Linked DNA regions of Sus scrofa: all the other regions are linked to region 1. The links are chromatin contacts, called in public Hi-C and HiChIP or PLAC-seq maps. All regions are on one chromosome and are shown on one strand. The core of a region is the stretch at or near the end of the contact, and the rest is flanking DNA. Distances in the headings are between cores, read along the strand shown. Region 1 holds the start of PRELID3B (PRELI domain containing 3B). Region 2 overlaps GNAS (GNAS complex locus). Region 3 overlaps GNAS (GNAS complex locus).

The links. Hi-C and Micro-C count contacts between places; a contact is called where the count stands out from the background. HiChIP or PLAC-seq counts read pairs in DNA pulled down with a chosen protein or histone mark.
Region 2: an H3K27ac HiChIP or PLAC-seq map of skeletal muscle shows a contact between it and region 1. The contact joins the enhancer-like site here to the promoter of PRELID3B in region 1. A contact is called at or near these places in 3 of 5 promoter capture datasets (fetal liver, fetal skeletal muscle and liver), 8 of 47 Hi-C or Micro-C datasets (alveolar macrophages, embryonic fibroblasts, epiblast stem cells and 4 more) and 2 of 2 datasets of contacts at active chromatin or transcription factors (alveolar macrophages and skeletal muscle).
Region 3: a contact with region 1 is called in a Hi-C map of alveolar macrophages, with 2.7 times the contacts expected there. The contact joins the enhancer-like site here to the promoter of PRELID3B in region 1. A contact is called at or near these places in 3 of 5 promoter capture datasets (fetal liver, fetal skeletal muscle and liver), 13 of 47 Hi-C or Micro-C datasets (alveolar macrophages, fetal heart ventricle, heart right ventricle and 6 more) and 2 of 2 datasets of contacts at active chromatin or transcription factors (alveolar macrophages and skeletal muscle).

Annotation. Positions count from the first base shown.
Region 1 is chr17:59,183,474-59,186,341 of Sscrofa11.1, forward strand. It overlaps PRELID3B (PRELI domain containing 3B), which reads right to left and starts at 1,605. Exons shown (of 6, transcript NM_001113697.1): 1 at 1,376-1,605. The coding sequence starts at 1,407.
Region 2 is chr17:59,048,469-59,051,409 of Sscrofa11.1, forward strand. It overlaps GNAS (GNAS complex locus), which reads left to right. Exons shown (of 13, transcript NM_001130215.2): 7 at 2,474-2,528; 8 at 2,664-2,737; 9 at 2,856-2,914. The region is part of intron 2 of LOC110257458 (a long non-coding RNA gene); the gene reads right to left. Among named protein-coding and RNA genes, the nearest start is that of GNAS, 64 kb to the left of the region's middle. Within about 2 kb of position 1,368, at least 54 of the 83 cell types and tissues checked have an H3K27ac peak or open chromatin away from gene starts, as enhancers often do. A contact at or near this core is called in alveolar macrophages, embryonic fibroblasts, fetal liver and 6 more, where this site is marked.
Region 3 is chr17:59,007,568-59,010,267 of Sscrofa11.1, forward strand. The region is part of intron 1 of GNAS (GNAS complex locus); the gene reads left to right. Among named protein-coding and RNA genes, the nearest start is that of GNAS, 23 kb to the left of the region's middle. Within about 2 kb of position 1,369, at least 2 of the 83 cell types and tissues checked have an H3K27ac peak or open chromatin away from gene starts, as enhancers often do. A contact at or near this core is called in alveolar macrophages, where this site is marked.

The DNA.
Region 1 (2,868 bases), core at 355-2,854:
AGGGCAGAATGCTTGGGAAGAGGATGGGGAACAAGAAGGGAAGAAGTGCTAAGGAAGAAAAGCCTAAGGAGACACAGTGCCAAAAACTCCTAAGCATTTAAACCCAGATGAGACGTGTAAAGAAGAAACCCCTCGTGATCCCAAGGGCTGAACTGCAGCAGTGAAGAATGTGACCCCATCAAAGAACATCAGAAAGACTACAAATTTAGGGTCTTCCCCGCTAGAAAGCCTGTAAACATGAGGGAGAAAAGGACTCTTCCCTCTGATTCCAACATTCTATACTTTCCAGGACCCAGTGACCTCTGGCCTGTGCCTGAGTCACTGAGTATGTAAAAAGTCTACAGCTTCGTTGAAAAACTGTCCTTGGAAACACTGTTTAAAACAAAATCAAATGGTTAAGCTAAAACAAACTACCAAGCTATAAAAATTAGAACAGTGTGGCAACAATAGCAACATCAGTGGAATAGAGCAGTTAGCTCAGAAATGAATTAAAACATAAATCACAACAGTGTTTAGGACAAAGGCGGCATTTCAAATCAAGAAGAAAAAAGACTAGGCAATAAAAAGTAGTGAGATTACCAACCATGTGCTTAGGCAGAAAAGGATCCAGCCATCTAAATGTGTGGTTCTGCTGCAGGGAGCATCAGAGACCTGGAAGGGAATTTAATTCCCAACATTCGACCGATTTAGGGCCTACTTTCATTCCTAAGTATTTCTCCGAAACCAAAAGATGATAACGAACGTGGCTTCGCAGGCATCTCAGCGCTGGCAGGCCCTGAGGACACCACCACCTTCCACGTCTCGGACGAAACCGGGTAACCCAAGGTCACACAGCTTGTTGGAGCCCAATCTGGACCCTGGACTCAAATTCCAAGGCCACAAATTCCAATCCTCAGGTCAAGGAGCTGCCGGAAAAGTTCTGCTTCCTGGTCGCCCGGGCTCACCCTAGATCCACTTTCCGGGTGAGCAACTCCACCCAAACCTGGCGGCCAGACCTCGACACTCCACGCCTTCCTCGGGGATCCTCGGGGTCGCGTCCCACGGGGCTGTGCAAGAAGGCCTGGGGCGACGACGAGGGGGCTCGCCCACCCCGAGCGCAGGTAAGGACCTCGTGCCCGGCGACGCCCCCGTCACCGGAGTGGAGCCTGTCCCAGGCCGTCTCCTCTGCGGGCCGTGCCCCGGGCGTCGCCGGAGACGTGACCTTGAGCCCGCGCCCCCCAGGGTTCCGAGGCTCGGGCCCAGCTCCCCCCGAGGGCCCGACGCCGGGAAGCTTCCTGAGGGGCGCCCCGGCCCCGCTGCGGCTCCAGGCCCGCCCCGCCCTGCCCCCCGCAGTGGCCCCGTGGCCCTCGCCGACCCACTCCCGCCCCAAACTTACTCGAAGACGTGCTCGGAAGTCCAGATCTTCATGGTGCCGGCGGCCTGCGCGGTGTCCGGGCGGCGATAGGGCACAAAGAGGCAAGGAGGCCACTCTTGCCCCCGCCCCGCCCCTCAGCCGCCCCGCCGGCCGCCCAGTGCGCACGCGCCCTCGGGCCCGACGCGAGGGACGTCCCGACGCGCGGCCCCACGCCCTATCCCGGCCCGGGTTTTGCCCCAGCCTTGCGCGCGGCGCAACGGAACCCCGCCCCTTAGCGCCAGGCGCACCGCGCCGGCGCAGTTCCGAGGGCAGGGTCCGGGGCCGCCAGCGCGGGCGCCGTGCTGCGCAGGCGCGGCCCGCCCCCTCGCGGGCGTCGGCGGGAGCGCTGAACTCTGGGCGGAGTTGGTCCCGGCCCGGCTGGCCTCTACCTCCTCGCTCGGCCGGCCGGTGCTTGCCTTGTGTTGCGAGGTCTGTGGACGGGTCCAATCGGCCCCGCTTACTCTGACAGTCCCTGCGGTGTTCGGTGTTCCTTTGAGCAGATGTCCACGGGGCCCCATTAGAAAATTCCTCCTACCTCCTGTCTCAACCCAGGCAGTGGAGGGACCAGAGTCAACCAGTTCATCAGCTAACCAGTCAAACCACCATCCAGGCGGTCAGCCCTCTGCTCCTTTCACCCATCCTCCCACAGATGTTGCCCCTCGGCGGTTAGCGCCCGGCAGAGGTGTGGTTAGGAAGCACGAGTGCTCAGCAGTTGCTCAGCAGTGCAGATGGAAAGCTCCCTGGCGCTGGGTTTAGGGGATGGGTCTCAGCTCGGTGTCCCCTTCCTCGGCAGCGCCCCCAGCCTTTAGTGCCTCCGTCACAACATCCTGTTGCATTTTTCTTAGCACTTCTCACTCCCTGAGATCACCTTGTTTAACTTCCACTCAAATGTAAGCCCTTGAGGACAAGGATCTTGCCTGTCGTGGTCAAAGATGATGCTCAGGAAGGGCTCAATGGCTATTTGTTGAAAAAGGCAATAATAATTATTTGCAGAGTGAACGAACTAATGGAGTCACCTTCTTTATCTGTCTGGCTTCCACTAGACTGTAAGCTCCTGAGGCTGAGGCCCCTGCCAGACCTGTCCAACCATCCCCTGCACCTACATAATGTTTGTTGCATAAATGAGTGAATGACTAAGGTGTGAGGGGCAGGAAGGAACGGCACGTGGCTTCATCCACAAATGAGCCTTGATCAGTGGACAAACCGGCCTAGCTTTCAGGATAAGCCCTCCCTCCCCCGGTCCCCACCACAATCCACAAACGGTCGGTACCCCCTAAGAAAACAATTTGCTGTTTTGAACGATGGCTATGGAGGAAGATTTTTACATTTGGCTACTTAGAAGCTAGTTAGAAGCATTGCCTCATTCTTGTTCTTAGCTCCTTTGATTGTTAAAAACAAATAAAAGCCAGGTTAATTTAGGAGGGAGGATAATTTTTTTAAATAGCCGAAGCCCTTTATAAAAAGAAACAAAAATT
Region 2 (2,941 bases), core at 118-2,617, 140 kb before region 1:
GCAGCTGCCAGGGTTCATCTCGCGTGGGCACCATGTTGGATGCCATTTCTTGTCCTTGTTCCTCATTCAAGGGGCCTCCCCTGCCAAGGGGTCCTTGCCCTGTCCTCCTGTCCCTTCAAGGCTCTCTTGCAGTGGGCCTGATGACGCCCAGCCGGGAGGCTGCCTTTAAGACAGCTTGACCACCTGTCTTACCCTGTGCATCGTGCGGTAGACACATGGCCTTCAGAGCCGTGAAAAATATCTCAAAGAGACCCTCTGTTTGCTCGTGTCGCACACATGTACCAAGCGGTCTCAGGCAACGTGCTCTCAAGTTGGACTGTCTTTTCTGACAATACGATAATCCTGTGTCAGCCCCTCGTGTAAGTAACTGAAACGCCAACAATTTGCTTTGGAAAATGTTCAGTAATCAGGACCCAGGGACGAGGCTGGCTCGCCAAAAGCTAAAATCGTGCATTACCCAGGAGCCCCGCGCCTGAGGAACTTGGGGCCACACAAAGCCAGCTCCCCAGAACCCCGTCATCTGCACAGCACCCGAGCTCCTCTTGGGGTCTGCGAAAGCTGTCCACGTCCCTTCACCGGCCCTGCTTTCCCACAGCAAGGGCACTCGATGCTTTTCACTTGTCACCCCTACAGCTATTTTGTGACTTAACACGCAAGCAAACTTGTATATTTTTTCAAGGAACAGAGAAACAGTCCATCTGGGCCGGTCGCCGTGACCCCCACCCCCACCCCTTCTTCAACAAAGTCCCTGATTTTCTCAAAAGTTTGAGCTTAAAGCTGGAAGTGCTAATTATAGTAACACAAAACACATGGAAATCCTGGAATTGTTTGCCTTTTGTTTTCTGGATCCAAGTCAGAAGCACAGGTACAGGATTAGGCAGCTTTGACCACCCCATTCTTAAGAGCCCTGGGGGGGCGGGGCGGGGTGTAACAACTTCATTAATTCAGTTTAGCCAGCTTTCTTTTTTTTTTTTTTCTTTTTTTTTTAAATCGCACACCATTTCAAAAGTTTTTTTTAAAAGTTTTTCGAAAGCCCTATCCACGCATGCCTGCAACTTTATCTGCAAATGGCAGCATGTGCACAGTTTATGGAAAGTTTTAAGGAAACTCCGAGAAAAAGAGAACAGAGCTTGACCCTTTTAAAATGTCTCCTTCCCCGGCCAGCCGCCTCCAGCAGCCCTGCCTTCTTCGTAGCCCGCCTGTTTCTGGCGTAACTGCCTTTAGGTTACGGCCGAGGTCCTGGGGACGTGCCCGTTCCTTAAGGTGCCTGTTTTTATTTGTTGAGCTGGGCTTTGGCTGGCCCCCCTCCAGATGTCTCTCTCACAAGATTTGGTGCTGATGAGCTATTTATAGACCTGTGGTTCGGTTGCCATGGCAACGTGCTGGAGGCCAGGGCGGCTGGGGAGCTATTTCTGGCCTGGTGCTGTAATGTAAGCCTGATTGGGCAAGTTAGTGTATCCTCGAAGCCAGACTCACTTTAAACTGGTGAAAAGGAAAGGGGGGGGGGCACCACCTTATAGAATTTCTTTAAATTTTTCTCGCTTTGATTTTCTTCTCTGATTAGCTCACTTTCCAACACCTCCCATCCCCCCTTCCCCCCCCCCCAAAAGCTGGTTTCCACATTAACTTTCCATGGTAATTACCTCAGTCCAGTCTTTTAAAAGTTATTTTTCCTAACAGTGTGTCCAGTCGGGCAACCCAAGCAAAGAGCCTCCCGACTCTGGGAGGGAGGAAGCATTCTCACCCCTAGACAGCCTTCTCACCCCTGAGACCCCCAGACCCCGCGCCGCCACGGTGCGCGCCCCCTGCCTGCCTGGGGCCCCAAACCTGGATGGCGGTGAGGTGCTTTGAAAGCTTCCTCTCTGGGCTGGTCTGCTTCACGGACCAAGCAGGACGGAAGGGAACTGGTGTCTGTTTCCTGTTCGGTGCGGTGCGGGCCGAGAGGGCCACTTCCTAAAAGGAGAGATACCCTTTCTGAGTTAATCCAGCAATCTCATCTTCATTCGTCCTTTGGGCGAAAAAAATCCTTGCTTCTTTTAAGCGTGCCCTTTTTTTTTTCTTCATTTTTTCAAAAACTCCCTGACATGGAAGTGTACAGTTTTCAAACGACTTGCCGTTTTAGTCAAAGCCAAACAATCTGAGGGTGTACTGTTTTACTCAGGCATTACCCAATGGCACACAGTCAGGCCTGATTTGGGGCCCTGGGCGGATGGATTTGCACAGAGCGAGTCTTTTCAAATTAAAACCAGATCAGATCCCCCCCCCCCAACTGGCCTGTGCTGTACCTGTAGGCCAGGGGTCCTGATTTATCTTAAATCCTATTTGCGCGAACCTTTGTAAGGCATCCGCTTGACCCTAATGAACTTCATGGGATGGTCGTTTTCGCTTAGCTGGACCTTGTGGCTGGGCAGGAATAGTGGGCAAATTGGCCTGAACGTGTGGTCACCCCCGTGTGTCTTTCTTCTGCTCCCAGCTTCCTGGACAAGATTGACGTCATCAAGCAGGCTGACTACGTGCCCAGCGACCAGGTATGCACCCCTTCTCACAGGGCAGAGGATGCAGAGTCTTCTTTCCAAGCCAGTCAGCATTTTTGCTCCAGGTTGGCAATGATTAACACTTGGGTTGGTTTTGGTGAGACCGCTTAATCTGAGACTTTGTTTTAGGACCTGCTCCGCTGCCGCGTCCTGACTTCTGGAATCTTTGAGACCAAGTTCCAGGTGGACAAAGTCAACTTCCAGTAAGTAAACGGTTCCTTTTTTTTAGAAAGAAAAATAGGTTTCTCGAGGTCCCCCCGCAGTGAGCATGGTGGACCATGGTAGCCCTTGTGGTGACCAGGCGTCCTCTCTCTCCTGCAGCATGTTTGACGTCGGTGGCCAGCGTGACGAGCGCCGCAAATGGATCCAATGCTTCAATGGTATGGAAGCCCTGGGCTTCTCCACTC
Region 3 (2,700 bases), core at 119-2,618, 180 kb before region 1:
CCTGAAGGCCTCTGCCTTGCCTCAAACTGACCGCGAGTCCGCACACGGCTGTGAAGGTATTTCTTGCAGGCAGCCTCCATTCAGGTAAGTTCGCAGCCGTGGGGTGTTTTTGGACATGAAAGCGTAATTCGTAAGAGAAGGCGCAAGAACTCAAAGCAGGCCTCGTGGTGGCCCCTGGCGACCAGGTCCCCTGTCTTAGCTACTGTTCCTCCCAGCAACCCCGACCTTGGGGACCACAGGCCTGGGCCTCAGTTTCTTTAGGAAACGTAGCCCATTGGCCCCTTTCAGAAAGAAGGCAACCCCACCTGTTGAGAGTAGGCGGTGGCACTTGGGAAGTGTGGAGCTCAGACGCACCCTTTTAAGAGATGCCACGTGCTTCTCGGTGGTTCTGTAAGGTAACGCCTGCGTTTTGTGGCCTCCGTGGGCTGCTAACATCATAGAAAGTGTCCATCTTAATTCCTTATAGCCGTTCCCTGTCTGGGTCTTTTAGGACTCCAAGATGCTTCATCAACTTACTCCTAAAATCAGACCCGTCATTCAGGGGTCCTTCTGCCCACTGCCCCCACAAAGAGGAATTTTATTCATGACTGCTTCTGGAGGGGCCCAGAGATAGCTGCTATTCCAGGTGGCCACTAGATGGTGAGATGACACAGGCAGAAGAAAGGTGTCACATCCACAGGAAAAAACGAGAGAGGAAGGGAAGAGCCCTCAGAGGCAGAGCAGGGTCCCCTCCACCTTTACCCCCCCCAGTCCCGCCCCTGCCCCCAGACAAAGCCTGGATTTAATGGCCCCCAGGCGTCCGTCAAACCTAGCCTTTTATTGTTAAGCTGTGACTTTTCCCTGTTGAGTCTGGGCTGGGGTTTTAGCATCTCCGGGGGGCTCTGTCTAACCAGGGGGACCGTAACTCCTACCCACTGGATGCCAGGAACACACACACCCACAGCCCCCCATCCTCCCACCCCACCCACCACTGCCACATACACACACAGTGTGACAGCTGAAATGCCAGTCATTGCCAGTGGCTTCTGGGAGGTGGGGTTGGGTAGATGTCACCCCGAGTTGAGAACCGCCACCCTAACATTATCAACAGCCAATTCTGGGGGAGGTGCAGACCGTTCCTGCTGTTGCTTGAACACCTTAAAAGTTATCCTCAGAGAGACGGTTTACTAGCAACCCGCCAGAAATGGTGATTGCGGTGTTGGTGCTTCCTGGTAGAAATCATTCCCAAAATCTCTGAAAAGAAGGGACCTAGGAGCTCCCTGGTGGCTCAGTGGGTTAAGGAACCAGCGTCGTCACTGCTGTGGCGCAGGTTCCACCCCTGGCCTGGGAACTTCCACACGCCGTGGGTGTGGCCAGACAAAGAAAAGGAAGTGACTAGAAGGTCACCAGATGACCCTAAGTAGACGAGAAAAGGGAATTCGTCCAGGGAAGTAAATGATGAATTGGCCCAAGACTGAGATTAACCGAGTCGGGCCTGGAGCCAACCAGTGGGCTCAGTGAACCAGGGCTTGCCTAGATCTTAACCCTCAGACGATCACGTCCGCCACTCAGGGGTCCTTTGGGGGCCTTGGTCCACGGCAGGCAGGGTCTTGGCCTTGTCTGCCGTGCACTGTAGAGAAGGGGGGGCCAAGATGACAAGGACCAGCACTAATCATCGTTGTTATATTACCATTATTGTTGCTCATTAGTGCTGTCATTGGTGCTGGCACTCGTTATCCCATGGCTCTGGGGCGGCTGGGGCCCCACTGTGCCTGTGTCCCCCCGACACAAGTGGGACCTGTCATTGGTAGTGTGTGCCCACCACCCACAGGGTGTGGGGCCTGCCAGGGGCGTCCTCTCCGTCCCAGGCCCTCAGGGAACCAGCCCATAGCATAGAGGTCCCCCCCGCCTTGGAGCACTTGAAGTTTCAGGGCAGGAAGTGACGCAGTGGGGCGGGTAGGGGGGCCGTGGAAGGAATGCCACTGAATGACTATGCTGAGAAAGGCAAAACTGATCCTTTAACTTTGTGGTACAGCAGAAATGTTCACAGCCCTGCGAATGAGCTGTACTTCAATGCAACTTCGAAAGATCTTTTAGAAATAAAACATCCTTGTGTCAATACATAACCCAGGGCCATTTCCCGGTCAAGAGAGTTGCACTTGGTTTTCAATACGATGGCCAAGCCCTCCACGCCCCCACCCCCTATGCTGGGACAGATTCTATAACCAGTATCTTGGAATAATGACAATAGGAATACACGATTTTATTTTTAAATAGTGGCCGAGTCCCCCAGTTTGTACCTATCCAGCCTCTCCCCCAGGTAACCCTTCTGGGAGCAGACAGTTGCTTCCTTCTTATATTTTGAGCCGCAGATATTTGCATTTTTGCCCTCTTCTGATCTTCTAGTAGAGCTTTCAGATGTTACTGATGCATCAGAGAATTCATTTTTTTGGACGAAAGGTTTTTTTTTCCCCTTAGAGACCTTGGAATTTGTGGTCTTTTCACTTAACTGCAAAGTCTAGAAGGAAAAAAACAAAACAAAACCCTACTCTCCACGCCAGACAGCTGTATGAATTTAGACTTTTGCTTTTACTGTCAAGATTACTTCAGGGTGGAGCCTGATCGGTAATTTGATAAATTATATATTGGACATGTTCAGTTGAAAATGCCATTTTTTAAAATAGGTTCCAAGTTTAGTTAAGCAAAGTGCCTCCAAAGATC